2 separate regions of the Ovis aries genome follow, and region 2 is linked to region 1. Evidence: chromatin contacts called from public Hi-C data. All regions are on one chromosome and are shown on one strand. Each heading gives the region's core, a stretch centred on a gene start, on an enhancer-like site or on the middle of the called end of the contact. The rest is flanking DNA. Distances are from core to core; before and after follow the strand shown. Region 1 has its middle 89 kb from the start of EDN3. Region 2 overlaps GNAS (GNAS complex locus).

Evidence for each region. Hi-C and Micro-C count contacts between places; a contact is called where the count stands out from the background.
Region 2: a contact with region 1 is called in a Hi-C map of liver, with 3 times the contacts expected there. The contact joins two enhancer-like sites. A contact is called at or near these places in 4 of 16 Hi-C or Micro-C datasets (hypothalamus, liver, skin fibroblasts and 1 more).

What each region holds. Positions count from the first base shown.
Region 1 is chr13:56,695,039-56,698,251 of ARS-UI_Ramb_v3.0, reverse strand. No RefSeq gene overlaps it. Among named protein-coding and RNA genes, the nearest start is that of EDN3, 89 kb to the left of the region's middle. Within about 2 kb of position 1,486, at least 17 of the 54 cell types and tissues checked have an H3K27ac peak or open chromatin away from gene starts, as enhancers often do. A contact at or near this core is called in liver, where this site is marked.
Region 2 is chr13:57,190,419-57,193,943 of ARS-UI_Ramb_v3.0, reverse strand. The region is part of intron 1 of GNAS (GNAS complex locus); the gene reads left to right. It overlaps LOC101102411 (neuroendocrine secretory protein 55), which reads left to right. Exons shown (of 2, transcript XM_060396969.1): 2 at 1-3,525. Among named protein-coding and RNA genes, the nearest start is that of GNAS, 27 kb to the left of the region's middle. Within about 2 kb of position 2,268, at least 5 of the 54 cell types and tissues checked have an H3K27ac peak or open chromatin away from gene starts, as enhancers often do. A contact at or near this core is called in liver, where this site is marked.

The DNA of each region.
Region 1 (3,213 bases), core at 237-2,736:
TCAGAAAACTCTGTGTGTGTGTGCAGGGGGAAAATTCCTTTATTAGACTGTCTCTTCCTGAGGGCCAAAAAAAGGCATGTTTTTCCCATGGAGCAAGAATGTCAGGACACAGACACACACTTGGGCAGAAGGTCTTCATTTTCAAACACACACACACACACACACACACACGGGCAGAAGGTCTTTGTTTTCTCACTAAGTGTGCACCACCTGAATTCCCAGCACTGTAATTCTCAGTGCACAGAAACATGTGCATCTCCGGGCAGAAAATGTTCTTTTTTCCCTTCTGGCAAAGTCTTCCCCCTAAAGCTTTTCATCATCAGGCCAAAATCATTCCCCTCTCCTCAGGACAGCACAGATAAGCCAGAAAGAGTGCACACTGGGAAAGAAGAAAACTGTGTGTGTTTGTGTTTTCACACGTGTGTGGTTACGAACAAACTGCGCATTTCCTGATTTCGTTGATTTTGTTCAAGCAGAGAAATATACATGCTGTTTTTCCCAATACATACCAAAAAACTCTCTCTCACACACACACACACACACGCACACGCACACGGCCTCCTTGTCGCCTGGCTCCTGAGCACATGGCTCCCACCCCACCACTCAGGCCGCCCCACCTGAGAAGCCACGCTGTTTCGCAGTTTGCAGAAGATTCTGTGTGTTCATGTGGGCAGGAGATGCCCCCCTTCTTCCCCCTTTCCCTCCCTCATCCCCTCCTGGAAAGGGCTCCTATGCTGCAGCCAAGAAACACAGGGCGGTAGGAAACACACGTCCTCCCCCCGCACCACACCCGGCACCACCAGACGGGACCCTCCGGGCTGTGAGAAGGCCCCTGTCTGTCGCTCTCTCCTGCTCAGGGAAACACGTGTGTGTGTGCGCGTGTGTGTTCTCTGGGAAGAAGGTCAATCTATCAATTTCTTTCTCTCACTACGCAGGAAAAATCATGGCTTGTTGCTGTGGACCACCGTGGAAACACCTCCCTCGAGGGCTGGAAACCCCATCACCGGCTCTGTTCTCCCTGCGCCCAGAGTCTGGCTCTGTAGCCTCTGTAAACACACACACGCACGCACACACCCTACCTCTGCCTCTCACATACACACACCCCTTTCCTTAGGCTGAAAAGTGCATTCGTGTCAGTGTCCAGGCCCCAAGTCTCTGTGGTCCACCCAACACCCTGGCCCACCAGTGACCTTGGCATAGGGAAGGGGCAGAAGGGGTGGATACTTTCTCCCAGGGCGCCCAGCCCTCACTCCCAAGGCCCCTCCTGGGGTCCCCTTCCCCCTGAGCCAGGCTACTCTGTCCCCCCCGCACACCAGCCAGGGTACTCAGTGTCCCAGTTGGGCACCTCCCTGCCCCTCCAGGCCCGCCCGGAGGGACATGGGACCCCCACCCAATGCCCACCTCCCCGGCGGCATTTCACTGCCCCTGTGCAGGCAGCCTGAGGACTCGGCGGAGTCAGGACGCCCCCAGGCGGGGAGGACGGGCTGTCCGCCCGAGCAAGCTGGTCCTGGCCCAGCCCCCTCCCCCCGCGGGGTGTCTCTCCCTCCAGCTCCTCTCCCCGAGGATCTGCCTCCCGACCCGCCTCATCTGGGCTCTATTAGGGGGAGGCCTGGAACTCGCGGTGGGCGATACCACAAGCAGGACCAGTGCGGGGGGTGTGGGCCAGAAGAAGGGGAAGGGGCCGCAAGTAGCCCCTCGCCCGTCCGCTGGGCTCTGCTGAACCGAGCGGTCCCGGCGCCGCCGCCCCCCACGCACTGCGCTCACTCGCTGCACAACAGTGCGCCCACGCGGCCGCAGACGGAACTGCAGATGGCGACCGTAAACCTCTCTGCGCAACGTTTTCTTAGAGACTCAGTCCCTTCTAGAAGCTTCCACCAGTCTTTTCTTGTCTTAGAGGCCCAGACTTGGGACCCAGGAAGAGGGGCTTTTCTCCAATCTCTTCTTCTTGAATTTACGAATTTCAGGTGTTTTTGTCTGCTCCTTATTTAATGCATTTGTGCCTGCAATCACCCCCACCCCCAAATAAATAAACAAGATTCCAGGCCATTTCACTGGAGGGCACACAGAATGAGATCATAGACTTGATCGACTCTCTGCTCTTTCTCTTGCTGACTAGGGGAAACTGGGCAAGTCACAGGGCCTTTGTGAGCCTCAGTTTCCCCATCTGAAACACACAGCCCTGGAGGAGTTGCTGACAGGGTCACAGGGCAGGGGGGAAGTCTAGAGACCGTGCTGGCCGCGGGTGGCCTTCCCAGGACAAGATAGTTCCTCCCTGTAGGGGGTCCCCTTGTGATTATTAGCTAACACAGCTCCCAGACAGGGGTACATGAGGTCCCAGGGCCACCGGCCACCCAAAGGATGGTCGTGGGATGGATGCCTCTGTGCCATTCAAGTGGGGGAGTTCCTTGTGGGGGGTCTGGGCTGCTGGAAGGGGGACACGGCTTGTAAAGATGCCTGCTCCTATAGCCCAGCAAAGAAGTTCTAGGCCAAGGGTAACTTCTCCTAATGACCCCCTTGTCTCTAATCAACAAGGATTAGCTCAGCCTTGTAGACAGACTATACAATATGTCATCCCAGTGAGGTCTTCATCAGGTCACTAATGGACCCATACGGGGTTGGGTCCACTGGGGCTTCTCCATCACTTTCGGGAGGTGAAGCACAGCCGCCATCTTCCTCACTCCCCTCCTCACCATGCTACAACTGGTTAGGCTTACGTCATCATCTTTATCTCTACTCTGGTCCTACATGTTTGTGCGGCTCAACCGCCGCCCAGTCACCACCCCCCCCCCCCCCCCCCCCCCCCCCCCCCCCCCCCCCGCCCCACTCCCGCCCCCACCTTCGCCCCCGTGTCTTATCCAACTTCTCCTTCAAAATCTTCCAGCTTTAGGAGATTAAAGAGAAAGTCATTTCTTTGATAGTTGTTTACTGGGGTCCTGCTATCTGTCAGGAACCCTGCCAGCTGCTGGGGATATGACATAGACAAGGCAAGTCTCCATTTTCTCAAGCATCTTACATTCTAGTGTGGGAGAAGACAACACACAAGTAAATCCATAAGTAAACAAGATGATAAAGCCTATAAATGAAGCAAAACAGGATTGAGAGTAATCAGGAGAGGCTTCTTTAAATGTAGGGGTCTGGGAAGGCCTCTCTGAATCATGAGAAGGAGCCGACCATGTGCAGAATAGAAGTAAGGATATTCTAGGTCGAGAGAAG
Region 2 (3,525 bases), core at 1,019-3,518, 490 kb before region 1:
GTCAGTGTTCAGCTTTACGTAGAAAGAGGTAATGACCCAAGGGACAAAGCCAAATCCCTTGCAGACGTCTTATCCTGAGATTTAAGTTGACAGGTGGCACAGGTCTCGCTTTTTATTCTTTCTGACCCTAAAACCATGATTCCCCAGAGATAGGGTCTGACTTCCCATGTTAAGGCAGGCTCCAAGCTGGGCGCTGACCTTTCATTCTGCCAGGAAGAAAGGGTTGGGGAAAGGCCACCAGGACTGCTTCATTGGAGAAGGGTAGGGGGAGGGGGGAGCTGTCCTATTCTCCCCGGAGGTCTGCCCAGCTCAAACCTGGGGTCAGAAATCAGCCTCTTAAGAGATTCCCTCATTTTTTCTTTGCTTTCTCGTTTTCTCTTCCTTTCTTTTGAGATTAAAAAAAAAAAAATTCTTACTTTAGGGAGGTTTCTGAGCAAGCAATACCTTTTTTTTTCCCCTTTTTTTTTTAAGGAAAGGGGCCAGAACACCAACTATTTAGGGCTGGGAAGTGGAGACAATAAAATAATGCAAGGCTGTTCATATCTGGCTGGCAGATGGCGCTCGGCTTTTACAATTGAGAGCCTGGCTTTCCAGAATTCACAGGGAGCTTGCGCCCAAGACAGAATTCCGCAGCCCCCTCCCCTAATCCTCTTTCCCAGGGTCACAGTCCCCGCCCCTCAAGGCCCAGGGATCATTTTCTTTTTTTTTTAAAAGGTTTTCCAGTGGAACAATGGATCTCTAAGGACAGATACCCTTTTAACTAGTGGTTCTGTTAGACCATGGCCCATGCAAAAAAAACACTATCACAGTGACCTCTAACCTCCCAGCCCTTTTGCGTGCCCTCGGTCTTCCGGGAACCAGTTCTGAGACCTTGGGCAAATTGTTTATCTTCTGGGTCCCAGTTTTTCTCATCTGAAAAAAGGAGAGGACTGTCCTTTTCACTTTAAACTTCTCTAATTCTCTTCTTAAAAGTTTTAATAGGACAGGTATGCCAAATAACCATCCTGCCACACACACACACACACACACACACACACACACACACACACACACACACACACACACACACGCACACACGCACACACGCACACACGCACACACACGTCTTTCTTTTCTCTTAAAGCATCCTTTCCAAAATAGCAGCTTGTACAGGAAATATTAGGCCTGTCTCTTGCTCTTTGGCACCTAATTAATAATTTCTGGGTACCCGTCATTGGGAGAACCTCTGCAGGATGCACAAGAGGGTGGGATTCTTTCTCACCCCAATCCAGGGCTAGAAAAGAAATTCAGAGGTGTCAGAGGTCCTTTTGTCCATCAGAGAAACCCTGGGAGGTTCCTGGAGGAGTTAGCATTTGAGACAATATGGGAAGATCCTGGGAGATGAGGGCGTAGACTTTGGGGTAGATACTCAGTGCTGTCTTATAGAAAAGATACTGGCTGGGGGTGAATCCTTACAGTTTTTTCCATTCATGAGAAAATGGTTGGGGTTTTTGAGGGTCTCTGAGATTTCAGGGCTAGTTTTTCTTTTCTCCCATTTATGACCTTTCTCTGCCTCTCAGGGCTGCAAGCCTGTTGAGCTTTCATGGGCATTCTTACTAAGAAGAGTTTTTCCCAGCTAAGGACCTCCACCCTCCATCTCAGGCCCAACCCTGGACTTAAAGGAAGGTCACATCTGTCATGATGAGGCCAAGTCCAGTGGAGGGACAGTGAGATCCGATGGGGTCCGGGGCCAAGTTCCTTGGTTCCAAAGAGAACAGGGACCCCTTCCATTTCTCTTCTCCCCTCCCTACAGCAGCTGTAAAACCATGAGGTCATCTATTTGAGAAGGGCCACGTGAACTTCCTCCCATGCCAGGACCTACCAAATCCTGTCACAGGAGTTCATTCCTGTCCAACAAAACCTACCCTCCACTCACCATTCTTAAATACACCCTCTCCCCTTCCCCTTTATAACTGAAAAAATTAAATGAAACTGAATAAAATATCCTCTATGCCAACAGGTTTCTCTCAAACTCCTAATTTCCTGGGGTTCCTTTAAAGGTTTTCTTACTTTTTTCCTGCCCACACCTTCCAACCCATAGCCCTGAACTTTGAACAAGGCAGGTTAACAAAGCTCTCCCCCTTCCCCGGGGCTGGGTGTTGGGGGGGGGGGGGTTCCTCTGGATGTGGGGTCCCTGGGAAAGCAGGGCAGGGGGGTTGCCCTATTAAAGACACCTTTTCTGGGCCAGTAGAATTCTCCCCCACCAGAGGTCAGCAAAGAGCTCAGAATGACTGGGATGCCTACAGGAAGTGGGATCACTTAGAATTTTCTAGATGAAATGTAGCAAGCCCTACGGAAAAAAACCCCAGGTTTGGGGGAGTGGGTATCTCAAATTAGGGTTCCATCCTATTCTGGGCCCCTGGGAGTTTAGTTTTAACACCAGTGCTGCCATTCTGTACTTTAGGGAGACAGGGAGCTTAGGTCCATTCATTTGGTGGGTTTCTCTACCACTTTTCCCCCCCCTGGACAGCACACACATCTTTACCTTCTGGGGGGCCATGTCCTCTTAGAACCCAGTCTCCCACATCGGGCCGAACTGCCCACTTTTGCTGCCCACAGGACTGGGAATCCACACCCCACACTTTCCCTGACCCCTTTCTCTTTTTCTTCCAGAAGTTGTACTTATTGTTAAAATGACATTATAATATTACAGGAAATCCACCCCCCGCCCTGCCCTTATCCTGTCAGGGTTTTATATCTCCTTATCTCCTCCTGTTCTCTACCCAGACATATGGATGTTTCTAAAGAGGGTACTGATGGCGGTGCGCAAACAACTTCACCTTTAACTCACCCCCCCACCCAGCACTCACTGACTTCCTGAGCGCATTTCCCACATTCTCCATTGTGTCTTTTCAGGGTTCTTTTACTAGCTCAGCGCTTTCCCCTGGGGTGGGACAAGGGGGGAAGGAATCTGAATTCCTTTCTTTTCTGAACTTTTGTGAACTCAGAAGTGGAAAAACCAGCTCCCCTCCAAGCCAGTTCTTTCTTGAGGAAAGAGAGAGAAAGAAGGTACAAAGGAAAGAGAGAGAGATAGCAACATAGAGATGAAATTAAAAGTTAGAAAGAGGAGGGAAGAGGGGAGAGAGAAAGAGAAAGAAAGAAAAAGTGCTTTAGCTAAATGTATCTCTAGAGGGGAGCCATAGTCCCTGCCCTTTAGGAACTTACCCTCCATCTGGGAGGGAGAAGGAGGAGGAGAGGGATCTGGGTATAAGGAATGGAAGCTGTACCAGGTAGAGGATGGAGCGTTGTCAGTTCAGGCTGAATGGCCAGTGCAGCTGAGGGGCCAGGCTGCCCTTGACTGAAGGCCTGGGGTGCAGGCCCAGGAATCTGAAGGGGGAGTGGGGAACGACACAACACATCACTCGCTCCCCATTCCACCACCCTTCAGGACCCCACCCAGGAGGACAGGGACTGGGGGCTGGTCCTCAGTGCCAAGACCAGTGCCCCTCCCTCCCCTCCCCACCATCCCCTGAGCTGTGACCTCCA